2 separate regions of the Oryctolagus cuniculus genome follow, and region 2 is linked to region 1. Evidence: chromatin contacts called from public Hi-C data. All regions are on one chromosome and are shown on one strand. The core of a region is the stretch at or near the end of the contact, and the rest is flanking DNA. Distances in the headings are between cores, read along the strand shown.

Region 1 (6,974 bases), core at 1,672-4,171:
ACTTGTACAACGAATGGCTGTCCAGCGGATCCCGGCAGAGCCAACCTCCAGGAGCCTCGGGCTGGATGCAGCCCCCACGGCGGGCTAGGTCCTGCCCCAGAAAACACCCTGAAAGCCATTGCTGGGGTTGGTTAGAGGCAGGGGGGGCCCAAGAGGCTCCACACCAGGCTTCCGTGCCAGAATGTGTTTGGCAAACGCCATGTTCAAGTGGGACCAGCACCACCCCTCTGAAGGGGCAACCTGCAGTGTCTTTCAAAATTAAAAATGCACTTGACCCTTGACCCAGCAATTCTACTCCCCAGAATTTTTCCTACAGATGTACTCCCACAAGTGCCAAATGACGTGAGGACAAGGCTATTTGTTTGTAGCTCTGTTTATAATAATCAAAGCCTGGGAACAGCCCGGCTCGCTCCAAACGGGTCTGGCAGAATCATCTTGGGAGCAGCACTAACATTAACTGAGTGCTTGCTGCATGCCAGCCACAGCGCTACCTGCACAGGGAGCCTTCCAAAAGTTCATAGAAAATGAGAATTATGAAAAAAGCCGGGAGTGCATTTAGGAACTAAAGGGATCCTTTCACTCCGTTCTCCATGAAGTTTTTGAAGTGCCCTGGAATTATCTCATCGAATGCTCACAAAACACTTGGGGGTGGGGGCAACTGATACGCCTGGTTCATGAGTGGGGAAACTGAGTCGCTAAGACATTGAGTCCCTGGCTCCCTGTTAAACAACTGGGAACACAGCAGGGATCTACACCCCAGCTTTCATCCTCCGAAGTCTCCTCTCCACCCCATGATACAACATCTTCCAAACAAATATTTGAGCCATCTGTTCGAAGCAGTACACAGGAGTCACGAAGGGGGGTGAGGCCACTTGGCGTGCACGTGCGTCGAGGGGCCCCCGGATCATCCAGGGAGAAGGACGGGGCGGAACCGCATGGAGGAACATCGCTATTTGCGTGGGAGAGTCGAGTTTATAAATATATAGATTTTTGAGGGTATCTTTAGAAGAATACACAGGAAACTGGCAGCTGAGGGCCTCGGAGAGGCTGCCAGGGCAGAATAAGGTAAGGAGAGCACAGGAGAGGATAGGCTACTGTTTCTGGTCGGAGTTGGGCGCAGCTCTTGATTTTATTTTGAATTCATTTTTAAACAGAAAAGTTATAAGACAGGGTGCTGATAGCCTAGGCTCAAGCATTTTCATTGTGCTTGCAGTTTTTTTTTTTTTTAAACCATGTCCATAGAGTGCCTCTTTGAAATAAAAGTGAACAAGTTAAATCAGTATTTTTAACCTCAGGACTTCTGGAGATCAAACCAGGCTAGCTGTCCAGATCTCTCAGAAGTGAGCCATGGTTGTGGTGCAGCCGGGCCAAGCCGGCTCCTGTGCTGCCAGCATCCCACATGGGCGCTGGTTCACGTCCTGACTGCTCCACTTCCAATCCAGCTCCCTGCTCATGTGCCTGGGAAACCAGCAGAAGATGCCCCACGTGCTTGGACCCTTGTCACCTGCATGGGAGACCTGGATGGAGTTTCAGGATCATGGCTTCAGCCTGGCACAGCCCCAGCCATTGTGGTCATTTGGGGAGTGAACCAGCAGATGGAAGATCTGTGTGTGTGTGTGAGTGTGAGTGTGTGTGTGTGTCTATCTGTCTCCCTCTCTATAACTCTGCCTTTCAAATAAATAAATAAATCTTTTAAATGAATCTCTCAAAAGTGAGCTCATTGCACGGCTTTTAAGTCTGACTTGAAACAGCTTTTTTTTTCTTCCTCTTTTTTTTTTTTTTTTTTTTTAATTTGAGAGACAGAGAAAGCGAGACAGGCAGAGCCCCAGATGCTCACAACAGCCGGTGCTGGGCTGGGACAGAAGCCAAGAGGCAGGGACATAATCGAGGTCTCCCATACGAGTGTCAGGAACCAGCTACTTGTGCCATATCTGCTGCCTCCCGGGGGAAGGGGGGTGCCCTGGCAGGAAGCTGGAGCCAGGAGACAAATGCAGGCCCTCGCAAGGAGGGCGCGGGCGTGTTTCCTCACTAGGCCCAACGCCCACCGCTGAAGCCCTCTTAGCCCCTGGAGCAGACGCCTCCTCATCCTTGCCTGAAGAAGCTTCCAGAACCACAGAGCAAGCCCGACACAGCTGTGTCTCCCTCGGGGTGGGGTGGACATGGCCGTCCTCCTTCCTCCCGAGTGGTCCTCTGCACTGCCAAGGGCAAGGACCACCCAGGCACAGAGGACAACGGGCGAGTGCCAGGACCAGTGTCCCCGCGATGCCAGCAGCCCTCCAGTGCCCTTCATCACCTGCTCAGCCCCTACTGCCACTCAGCTGGGTGTCTGAGGCTGGCCAAGGCCCCTCGAGTGCTGAACCAGACACTGAGGGAATCTTGGGTCTGAACACGTGGAGGGCAGCGGCTTCCCCGCCATCATCACAGATGTTGCTCCCCGGGGCACTGGCTACCTCATTCCTAGACTGCTCGCCCTCAGGGCTCTGCTACCCCATAAACACCTGCACTGGTTGCACTGGTGCTTTGCAAGGGCTCAAGGGTCACCGGGTCCCCCCAACCCCCGCCACATACATCATTCCTTACTGCACCCACCACACCCAGGATCTCCCTGGAACAGGGCTGAGTCTCCCCCCGACCAGACTGGGGCTTCCTCAGGACAGGGCTGAGTTGCCCCCCAAATCAGGGACCCTGGAGAGCAGCAGCTTGGGACCCGTGCCCTGCTCCTGCCCTCCCTTCAGGTTCCCAAGCCTCCCACCCCCACGGCTGGGTGCCTGTCCCCCCGGGGGCCCTCTGCCTGCTCACTCCAACGAGCGCCGCGGGCCATTGCGTAACAGCAGCAGCCACAGGTTTCCGATGAGTCAGCATTGTGGCCTGCACAGCTGTGCGACTTCTGTGCGGCGGCACTCAGGACAGGGCTCCTCGGAACCAAAGGACACGGGTCCCCGGGGAGCCCACCTCCCCGGGGAGACTTGACAGGCCAGCCAGGGGCTGCAGGCCCAGCTGCTCTCCTCGCTGCCCCGGCCTGGCCTCCCTGGCTGGCTGGAGTCGGGGCAGGTGCAGGGCTTGGGGGGAGGGGGGGTCCAGCCTGGTGTTGGGCCAGCAGAGTCACCCTGGCCCAGAGAGCCTGGGGCCTGGGGCTTAAATGCTCTTGGCAGGGTGGCGGCCCAGGGAGAGAAGGGCCTGGCTGCCAGGGGAGGGACCCCAGGAGCCAGCCCCCAGGCTGGGGGCCCCCCAGCTTGGCAGTTCTTCCTCAGACCACTAGATGTCACTTCCATTTCAAAGGAACCCATGGGTTGGAATTTTCTCAGTCCCCCAGGCTCCTTAAAGACACACAGGCCGCAGGAAAAGACTCCACGGTCCCCACAGGACCAAGATGTGGGAAACCTGGCTGGGAGCTGCGTTGCTCCCCTCCCCCAGCAGAAACTTCCAGAAGCTTCCGTCACATCCCACCCATCCCTGCAAAGAGCCAGAAGGGACAGAACCCCAGTCCCCATCCCCCACCCACAGGGTAGTAGGGGGATGGTATTTTCGGAAATGGAAACAAAGCATGTGCTCAAACGAATGTGAGTGCATTTGGGGGAGCTGATATTTAAGACAGGGGACGTAACACCCAAGGACTCCCATCAGAGCCAAGAGATTCCAGGCGCCCCAGGGGCCATGTGGTCCAGCCCCTAGCTCCAGATCCTCAGTAGGAATCTGAGCGGGGGAAGGAGGAAGGTAGCCCCAACACCGACCCAGTGTCTCTCTGGCAGGTGTGTGTCCCCCGGCAGCCCCTGTGGGGTGGGTGTGACATCAGCCCCATTTGACAGATGAAGACACAGAGCCATGGAGAGGATTTGGTGAGAAAGTTATTCCTGCAGGCTCCCGCTGCTGTGCCGCCGCATCACTCTTCGGCAGGCGGACCCCACAGCCTGAGCACGGCAGGGAGGCCCCGGCCGGCCTCATCCACAGCTCAGCTGTCTCATCCGTCCTACCCTTTACCCGGTGGAGTGCAAACTGGGCTGCCCAGGATCACCCTGGGAGCTTTCTAAAACCTTGCTGGGGACCAGCATTTGGCCCGGTGGCTGAGACACGGCATCGGAGTACCTGGGTTGGATTCTTTGTTCTGGCGCCCGGCTCCAGCTTCCTGCTGGTGCACACCCCAGGAAGCAGCAGCGAGAGCTCAGAGCAGTGGGCTCCTGCCACCACGCCGGAGACCTGGACTGAGTCCCCGGCTCCAGGCATGGGCCTGGCCCAGCCCCAGCTGCTGATGTGGGCATTTGGGGAGTGAACCAGAGGATGGGCTCTCTCGTGTGCACTCCTCTCTCCCAAATAAAGATTTTTTTTAAAAAAAAGCTCTGATACCCATTAGCTCGGAACAGGGGTTGCCAGAGTGGAAATCGGGCATCAGTATGTTTCCAAGGATGCCCAGGAGATGCTAGGGAGTAGCGAGCTGGGGTTATCCTGGGACAGTGCCGGGCCAGGAACCTTTTGTCTGCCAGGGGCCACTGGATATTTACAACATCATTCACGGGCCATATGAAATTGTCAACTTAAACTATCTGGTCTGCTCCAGGTGTATTGGATTGCGAGTCTCACCTGCGGTTGCCTTGGCAGGGCCAGGCCACGTGATTCCAGGGACCTTATACGGCCCGCGGGCCGGACCTTCTCCACCCCTGCCTGGAGCCACTGGCTCCCTCACCTGCCCAGCCAGCACCTGCCCTCCAGGCCTGTGAGGGAGAAAAGGGCGCGGGCACGTCCATCACCAAGTGTCTCAGTTACACGTCCGGTGGGAGGACTGCACGGCTGCTCACCCGCAGAGGCCGGCTGACGGGAAGGCACCGACTCGCACAGCGTGGCCCCCATTCCCAGCGGAGAACCCCGGCCAACCCCCAAGTCTTCCGAGTCCTCAGACTCCTGTCTCTCCTCCAGCAGATTTCCCAACGAGGCTAGCTTCTTCCAGGGCAGACAAGTGACACAAAGAAAACAGTCCCTGGTCAGGATCTGACCCCGAGCCCCCGCCGCAAACCGGCGGCCAGTCATAACCAGGGCTGACCTCTCATCTCGACCGCAAGCTTGCTCCACCCTGACCACTGCTTGACCCCTAAGCCTGGCCACCGCTGACCCCTGATTGAGACCACAGGCTGTCCCTAAGGCCAGCTAGTGTCCCATTCATGTAGGGCCTGATCAGAATGGTCACAGCAACAGTAAAACCCTGTTTTTTTTTTTTTGTTTTTTTTTGTTTGTTTGTTTTTTTCATCAGGCATCGTCGTTGTTCACGATAATAAGAACAAACACGGAGCCAGGCGGGCTCAGTGCAGACTCAGTGCCGGGGGGGGGGGGGGGGGCGGGGATGCGGGAGTTTTTAGATCAGTGATTTCTTAAAAGGATTTCCAACCTGCTCTACTGTCAGCTCAAGCCTAAGGGCTTCCCCAAAGCCAGAATACTCCCAGACAGTCCCGGCCCCAAGTCAGAGAGAAAGAGAGAGGGGTCTTCCATCCACTGGTTCACTTCCAAATGGCCACAGCAGCCAGAGCCAGACCAGGCCAAGGCCAGGAGCCAGGAACCCCATCTGGGTCTCCTGCAGGGGTGGTAGGTGACCCAAGAATGTGGACCGTTGCCTGCTGCCTCCCAGGCGCGTTTAGCAGGGAGCTGGATCAGAAGCTGGGCTCTGACAGTGTGGAATGCTGGGTATCGCAAGCAGAGGCTAAGCCCACTGGGCTCCGCGTCCCCTTGGCTCGCCCCTTCTTTCCCGCTGTGTGACCACCATCTGAGCACTCGTGAGCACACCCCCTCGCACACACACCCTTCCCCGCTCCTGCGGGTCCCGGGCCTGGAATGCCCTCCCTCCTCCCCATGCCCAATCTCTAGGGTCTCCAAAGCCTTCTTCGGCAGGAAGTGGGCTCCCGTCATCCACACCTGTCAATCAGGCTCACCAGGCCCCAGAGAGCCAGCAACCACCACGCCAGCGTCTTCTCTCCTGTCTCGCCAGCTGAGGGAGGTCATGGCCAGCTCGTCCTGGTCAGACACGGAGGACACTCACCCCCGTGCACACGCATATAAGCACACACTCACCAAGTGTGTTTACAGAGCTTTAGGCAATTGTAAACTTGGCACGCTCCAGCTGCCCCCTGGACAGGGAGAGCCGCAAACGCATCCTGCTCTGGCCGCTTCTCCCCAACAAAGCGAGTCGGCTCCCAGGACGTGGACACCCCAGCATGGCGGGAAGTGGCTGCACTCTGCCCTGCATGATGAATGATGCCCGGGCTCCTGTCCCCAGCGCGGGGACAGGGCCCCCCTTGTGCGGCTCCCCAGGCTTTCCTCCGGCTGCTCCCGCCCCTGGGGGCGCCTCACCCGCTTCCCTGCTGCGGTGTCAGTGTCCGAAGCTCCCCACCCTGCCAGGCCCACCGTCAGCCTCACCCCCTCTGAGACACGGCCACTGATCTTCAGGCGAGGCAGCACTTTCTGGAAGATACTTAAAGGCTAAACGAATGAACAAACCGCAGGATGAGACCAAACGTTTCATCCCAGAAACGCACTCCTCTGTCCTCAGGAGGGGTTTTCTCGGGGAGAACTGGGTGATAGTGTGGGGGTGCCCAGGTGGGGACTCCGTGGAGCACCAACCCCAGCTCTAAGCCTGGCCCTGCCTGCTTGGGGGGCTCAGGGCCCTTGGAACGTGCAGTGAGCGGGGGAGGGGACCACAGAGCTGCAGGGTCCCCCCAGCTCCAGTGCTCAGGGGCTTCTGCTTCCGATTCAAAGTTTTCTTATCGGGGAAATCACACACTTGACCTTGCCACTTGGAAGCGCCGAGCTGGGGCTGAAGGTGACAGACAAATGAGCTCTAGGGAAGCAGAGCCACACAGCGTCCCTTCTGGAAATTTCTAGAAGGCAAGGAAGCCACCCCCCGCAAAGGCAGAGTTGGATTTTGCTGGGCACTGGGGTCCTTGTTATTAAAAGGAGAGTGAGGGGCCGGTGCTATAGCATAGCAGGTAAAACCG
Region 2 (6,974 bases), core at 2,910-5,409, 61 kb after region 1:
GGCCAGGGACCCAGGCTCCAGGCCAGAGCCAGGGGGACTCACCTTCGTGGGGTTTATTGTCTCCTTCTTCTGCCATGGGTGCAGCCTGGGACCACTGAGAACAGACAAAGGGTAAGGCTTCGGCAGAGGCCCGCTCCCCCAGCCCCTCCTCCCTCCCGGCCTCTCTCCTTGTCCACAAGCTCGGCTTCCTCTAAGGCTTCTCAGGGGAAGGGTACCCCGTCGGGGGGTCACCCCGGGCACAGAGCATGCCCACCACCCCCGGCCGACTCCAACGTGCACCCCCAGGAAAGTTAAGAGCTGACCAGATGTTGGGGAGCAGGCCACTCAACAGGCAGGAGCAGCACACACGCACCAGACGGCTGCCCTGTCCAGGACCCGGTCCCTTCCCGCGTTTCCCCTCTCCTCGCTCCCACTGCCCCCCGGAGTCCCTGGTCCAGAGCAGCGGCTGAGTAGTAAGGTCAAATAGGAGGACAAATTTGGACTGGGGCAGGAAGGAAGGACTGGGGGCGAGAAAAACAACATGGTGACCTTCTCCTGCTGACATGACAAATACCAGGGTGAGCTGGGGTTGGAGCGGGGGGGTGCAGAGGACCGAAGGGCACCCAGCCACCCTCCCCCATGCAAACCCTCCTAGGCCTCAGGAATCTTCAGCACACCCACAGACTGCTCAGAAGGTAAAAACCTGTGGCAAGGGGACAGCCCCGTCGTCCCCTGTACAAGTCTCCCTGAACATACTCCCCAAGCCACACCGGCCCCTGCTCCCACCTTATGCCTTGGTTTCTCCTCCTCCCTGAGTTGGGGGGGGGGGTCCCAAGGTCCCGGGCACCTAGGGCACCTTCCTCAAATGCAACCCAGGGAAGCTTTTTCTGCCTTAGCACTGCCCAGCCCCTAGGGGGCCCCCTGTGGCGCGGCCCCCACCCCTCCCCACCCCCACCAGGTCATTCCTCCCCTCCCCAGAAGCTGTGAAGGTCATCAAGCACAGCCATGTGGCCCTGACAGCACCCAGTAGGCAGAGACTTCCCCGGGCCCTTCCTGAGGGTCCCGAGTTCTCACCACCTCCCCACACCCACCTGCTCCTCTCGGGGAGCAGTTCCCAGCTGCACAGCCACTGGCCGGGCATGGCAGCCAGCTTCGGAACTCCAGACCCCACTAGAAAGGAGTCCTTCCTACTGCCTGCCTCTCACCCATTCCCAGGCACCCCACTGAGGTCCCCCAGCCTCACCCCCAGTGAGAGCGGTCCCAGCTGGATACCCTCCCACCACAGCCTCCTGGGCTTCCCCCCTCCCTGCCAGCTCTGCACTGGGGCTTCCCCTGCCAACCTGCCCCCTGTGTCCTCCACCCCACCAGGGCCCCACCAGGCAAGGGGACGGAAACTTCCTGCTCCCTCCAAGGCCAGGGGGCACTGGAGGGGCAGCTCTAGGCAGGGAGGGGCCAGGTGCCCTTCTCTGGGGGCCTCTGAAGGTCACTCTGCGGCCAGGCTGCCACTCGGCCCCTCCTCCACACTGGGAGGCCTGGAGCCAAGGTCTTTGTGCCAGGGTCTGAGGAACTCTGGGTGGTGGCAGGGACCCCTGCCCATTTCCTTCCTTCCGCCTCCTCTCCAAGGGGACTCTGCGGCTGAGGGGAGGTCTAAGAGAGGAGCAGAAAGGGACCCCGTGGGTAGCCTTGGGAGGCGAGTCGGGTGGGCAAGTCTGGAGTTCCAAAAAACCACCTGCTCCAACACCCTGTTTGGCCCGGACGTTTGCAGCCTGAGTGCAGGGCTGGCAGGAGAGCTTGCTCCCAAGGGTTCTGGAAGGGCTGCTCCTATGCCGCCCATGTCATTTTTTTTCCAAAAAGGGTAAAGTGGGGTGAAGCCACTCTCCAAGATCTCCCCCACAGAAGCTAAAGCATGGCTCATTCGGAACCTCCGGGGAAGCGAGAGGCACACTGTCACCAAGTGGGCAGCTCCTTAGTGCGGACAAAGCACCCGGATGGCTCCCGCACCCCGACTTGTGGCCGTGACCGTCCCTTCCCTGGACTCTGGAGCCTCGGATGGGTCTTCCCAGCAGGGAGGAGTACCAGAGCAAGGGGTGGCAGAGACTTCTCCACCGAGGGAGGAAACTGGAAAAGGGGGAGGGGGCGTCCTAGAACACGGCCCGGGTAGGGGCTGGAGACGGCGGGAAGGGGTGGGGATGGCCCTCCGGGTCCCCGGGCTGTGGCTACCTCGAGAGGTCACCTTCCCCCGGCCGGCCGGCGCGGGGGAGGGGCGCCGCTCGCCGTCCGGGGCTCCCGGCTCGGGCAGCCGCGGCTCCGGGAACACGAGGCCGGCCAGGCCCGGGCTGATGTAATCGGCTCCGCGCCGCGCGCGCCCGGCCGGGCGGGGGAGGGCGGGCGGGCACCGAGCGGGACGCGAGCGGGGACGGGCGGGGGTGGCGCGGCGCAGGTGGCCGGCAGGGAGGGGGGTCCCCACAACAATCCACCCGAAAACTTTTCCCCAACTCGCGGCGAGGGCCGAAGAGACCGAGTGGCACTGACAGCAGCGCGCCCGCTCCCTCGCCTGCGCCCTGCCCCCTCCACGCTCTCTGCCCTCCCGGGTCCAAGGTCCGAGCACCCCCCACCCTGCCCACTGGGCCCTGGCTCCCGCCCCCGCTGCCCGGACTTCCAGTTCGCTGGGGACCAGCAGCCGGGAGCAAACTTCAGCCGCCAGCGGCAGCGCAAGCCCAGCCCCCTCGGCCTCCTCCTCCGACTCCCGCCCTCGGCTAGTCGGCCCAGATCGTACGTGCGGCGACTCCGGTGGGTGGGCAGGGCCCGCGTGGGCGGTGAGCCTACCCCCGGTGCCCTCCCACCTAGCGCGCGCCCCCTCCCCCTCCACGTACGACGGCAGAGGGGGATGCCGCGCGCCGGTGCCCACGGACCCGAGTGGGGGCACCGAGTCCCCCACGCGCGCGCTCGCACGCACGCACGTTCCCCCAGCCGGGAGAGGCGCTCGCAGCGGCCCGCGGCGCCAGGCGGGCACGGCCGCTTACCTTGGCATGGTGGAGGTAGAGCAGCAAGGCAAGGCTCCAATGCACCCAAGAAAGCAGAAAGTTCATGGTTTCGGAGGCCCGGCCGGGGCCGGCGCGGCTCGCGCTCCCTCTCCTGCTCGGGCTGCGGGACGGCCCGCTCTCCTCGGCGCCTCCGCGAGCTCCTCTTGCTCCCGGAGCCGAGGCCCGGGCCAGGGCCTGGGGCGCGCGCGCGGCTGGAGCACTGTCTGCGCACACGGCCGCCTCACCCGTCCATGAGCCCGGCTCCCCGGCGCCGAGTCGCCACCGCGGCCCCCTCTCCTCTTCCTTCTCTCCTTCCTCCTCCCCCTCCTCCTCCGGCGGCGGCGGTGGCGGCTCCTCCCGGCCCGAGCTAACACTTCTCGCGGCTCCGCTCGGCTCGGCTCCCCCGGCGCGGACCACGACTCCTCCGGAGCGAGAACAGCCCAGAAGTTGGACGAAAAGTTTCAGTGCAATGCCGCGAGCCCCGACCCCCTCCACCCCGCCTTCGGGCGCGGGCTCCGGCTGCTGCCCGCCGCTCGCCGCCGCGTCCACCGTGGGCCGCCGGCCGGGGAGGAGGTGGGCGCTGGGGCTGGGGGCGGTGTCTGTCTGTCTGTCCGTCAGCGCGGCTGCTCCTGCGCGGGGTCCCGAGGGGGGAGAGCTTGCGCCGCGCTCCGGCGGTCACCCCCCTGAAAGCAGGTCACTCACTTTGCCCCGGTCCCTCTCGCTGCTCGCCCGCCTGCGCGCGCTCTCCAACCCCGTCTGTCTTCCTCGACTTCTCTCCGGAGCTCTTGCCACCTCGCTCCTCCTCTGCGCGTTTCCAAAATCCGAAGTGACTGGGGGGAGTTAAAGAGCAGTCTCCCCGAACCGTCTGCCCGTCTTCAGTGGGCAACGGGAAGCAAAAATCAATTACAACGGGGAAACAATTCAGTCTTTTTTTTTTTTTTTAAGGTTTCAGAAGAAACGAGGAGGGGTAAACCCCAGCTAAATGAGTATGGAAATCCAGCGCGGGGGCCCTGGCCGGTGCGTCCGCGGGACCGTGTGCCTCGCCGCTGCGCCTCCCGACCGAGCGCCGCTGCCGCCGGCTCCGCTCCCCCTGCGCCGCGGCCTCCTCGCAGCCCGGCTGCCCCAAGCCTCTGCGCTCCTCACCGCTCCCAGGCGACTGAAAAATAGGCCCAACCCCGCCCCGAGCCCGCCCCGGGGGGCGGGGACAGGGGCGGGAGGCGGGCGCAAGCCGAATCCGTGCAGGCACCGCCTTCCCCGGGGGCACCCAGCTCAGCTTGGACCCCCTAGCCCACCGCGGCGAAGGGAACGCTCGACGCCCCCTCAACCACCACCACCAAGGCTAGCAGCCTGAGAACTGCCGCGCGCCCCCCTGAAACTCTGCCTAGAGACACGCACGCTCGCGGGGTGTCCAGGGGGCGGGAGCAGGAAACTAAGGTTATGTGCGGACAGGGCTGCGAGCTGGTGCCTCTTTGCCGGGAATATTGGGGAGGGCGGGGGACGGGCGGGGAGCCCGTCAGGGACGGGTGGGGAAGGGGCCCAGAGCTGTTGGAACCCTGGAGTGACCCCCGGCCTCCTCCCCACGCAGCACCCTCGCCCCCTACACACGCGCTCACACAAACACACACGTTGACACACGCGTTCTCACTCACGCAGACGCGACTTTCCCAAGTTCACGAGCTCCCGGCGGTGGCCGAGCGCCCCCTAGTGACCACTGCCTGCACAGCCCTGTTCTGGCTCGAGAGCGAATGGGCCTTGGGAAGGGGAGGGTGGCTGACGCCCGCAACCCCCATTTCTGACTTCCCGAGCAGTTGCGTCTTCGGAACTGGAAAGGCCTCGTGGGCAGAGGGCTCTGCACGGCGCACAGAGGGGACAGTGTCCCCATCTGGAGCCCTTATCTGGCAGCTGGCAGGCTAGGGTGCCTGGGGTCCTTTGGGAAGTGTCCAGGGAGGCTCCCCCGGGAGAAGAATTTGGCACTAAGTTTGTGGAGCTGAGGCAGGGAAGCGTGGGGTTCCGCGGTTAGTCACTGACCCAGAGGGAAGAGGACCTGTCGGAGCCCACGTATGCACTGGAGAGTCTGGCAGAGCCCAAAGGGAGAGGCAGCTGGGCAGACAGAAGCCCTTGTTCCTGCTGCACCCCCCCCCCCAGATGTTGCCAGGGAACTGAGGCCAGGGGGCTGGTGGGGGCGGATGGAGGCCAGGACTTGAGTGATGACTCAAAGCTCCCCTGCCGCACTAAGGACCGGTTGTAGGCCAGCTGCCCTGGGCTCCCACCAGGCTGGGGGCCAAGGCTTCCATCAGCCCGGGCCCCAGCTCACGCTCATCTTCTGAGCAAAAACGGGGGGCTCTCCCCAGCCACCCAGACCCTCTGGCTGCCTTGGCTGCTTCTGCAGGCTCGAAGCCTCACCGGTCTCTGCCCCATCCCGGGCCATCACTCAAAGCCCCCTTCTCCTGCAACTCCCCTGTCTTATATCTTCCCTCCATGCTCCCCAAATCCCCCCACCCCACCCTTGCATATAGGACCCAGCCTGGAAAAAGTCCTGGTTGGGCTTTGGCCCAGCCCTTCTCAGGCACCCCCGGGGAGCAGAGGACTGGGGGCTGTGCTACCTGTGGGAAGAGAGGGACCAGTCTCCTTACCTGCCCAGCAGGCCCTGACCAGGGCTGGCCCAGGGCCGATGGAGCCTCTGCCGAGGCCAGGACTGGAGATGGGAGTGGGGATGAGAATGCAGCAGTTTTGCCCCCGGTTTGCCCAAAACGACCCAAGGAGGTGACTCAGCCAGCCCCCTCCCTCTGCACGCAGCACTGTGGTTTGGTGGGGGGTGCTAGATTACCTCCTTAGTGCCCCAATTCCACCAGAGGGGTGTCCCCCAGTGGGCCAGCTGGCGGCCACCACAGCCCACCTTTCCATCACTCGTGCTCCGGCATGTCTCCACCACTTGGCCGGCCCCCAGCAGCAGGGACAAGGCCTTGCACAGTTAGTCAATGTTTATTTGCTGGCTCCCGCCCCCTTCCAGGCAGGCCGCCTCACCTGGGCTCCCTGCTGCAGACTGCTGAGTGGGATGTGGAAGGGAGGCCATTCTGCTTCCCCCTAGTCTGCCCCCAGCACCCAGGAGCACAGGCTGGGAGGCCCTGGGCCCGGAGCCCCTCCTCTGGCCCTCTCCCATCTCCACTGTCTTCAGCCCCAGAGGGGCAGCAGAGATCTCCCTGGTCAGGGAGAGGCTGGCGGCGTGGGGTCCCCTGGACAGGGAGCCATCAACTGTCCCTTCATAGCTCCAGGTCCCCCTCCAGCCTAGGGCCTGCCACCTTCCTCCCCTCACCCCCAGCAATGTTACAACAGCTTCTCTGAGCTTCCCCTGTGGGCTCTGCCCAGTGGCAGACGTCCCTTTGTAAAAGACTGGGATTGCAACCTAGCCTGGGGGTACTGAGCCAGCTGCATTAGGGTGGGGACAGCCCCCTGGGTCTACTATTCATTTAGGTTGGTGACACAGAAGAGACGTCTACTCTGGATCCTAGCCCCAGGATGGTGTCACCAACTCCCAGGGATGCCCTCCAACCATCTGGATCTTCGGAAAAGGCAAAAAGAAACAAATCAGCCACGATGAGACCACACCATCTCCGTGGCACCTTCTCTTCTCCCCGGGCTGGTCCCCTTGCACTAATTCAGTTCCACTTGTCCTGCCTCCCCAGGCTGCTGCAGGAAAGGGGTCAGGGCCCAAGGTCACCGGGCCAGCTGGGGGACTGGAGCAGGGCACAGCCCCGACACAGATCACGCGGGGTCCCTGTGCGAGGCTCCCCGGAGCCCCAGCCTCAGGACCAGGGCGGCCATGGCCCATGGCTCTGCAGCCAGTCAGCAGAGAGCCAAGGAGGAAGGGGACGGTGATCGGGGAGGGGGAGGGGGAGGGGAGACAGGGACAGGGAGGGGGCGGAGGAGAGTGTGAAAGGCAGCCAGGAGCCAGCAGCGGCCCCAGACAAAGGA

What was found. Hi-C and Micro-C count contacts between places; a contact is called where the count stands out from the background.
Region 2: a Hi-C map of an unstated tissue shows a contact between it and region 1, with 2.3 times the contacts expected there. The contact joins the promoter of VEGFA here to the enhancer-like site in region 1. A contact is called at or near these places in 2 of 6 Hi-C or Micro-C datasets (psoas muscle and an unstated tissue).

The regions. Positions count from the first base shown.
Region 1 is chr5:126,251,235-126,258,208 of mOryCun1.1, forward strand. No RefSeq gene overlaps it. Among named protein-coding and RNA genes, the nearest start is that of VEGFA, 60 kb to the right of the region's middle. Within about 2 kb of position 2,922, at least 3 of the 8 cell types and tissues checked have an H3K27ac peak or open chromatin away from gene starts, as enhancers often do.
Region 2 is chr5:126,310,975-126,317,948 of mOryCun1.1, forward strand. It overlaps VEGFA (vascular endothelial growth factor A), which reads right to left and starts at 4,160. Exons shown (of 7, transcript XM_070074064.1): 1 at 3,003-4,160; 2 at 43-94. The coding sequence starts at 3,068.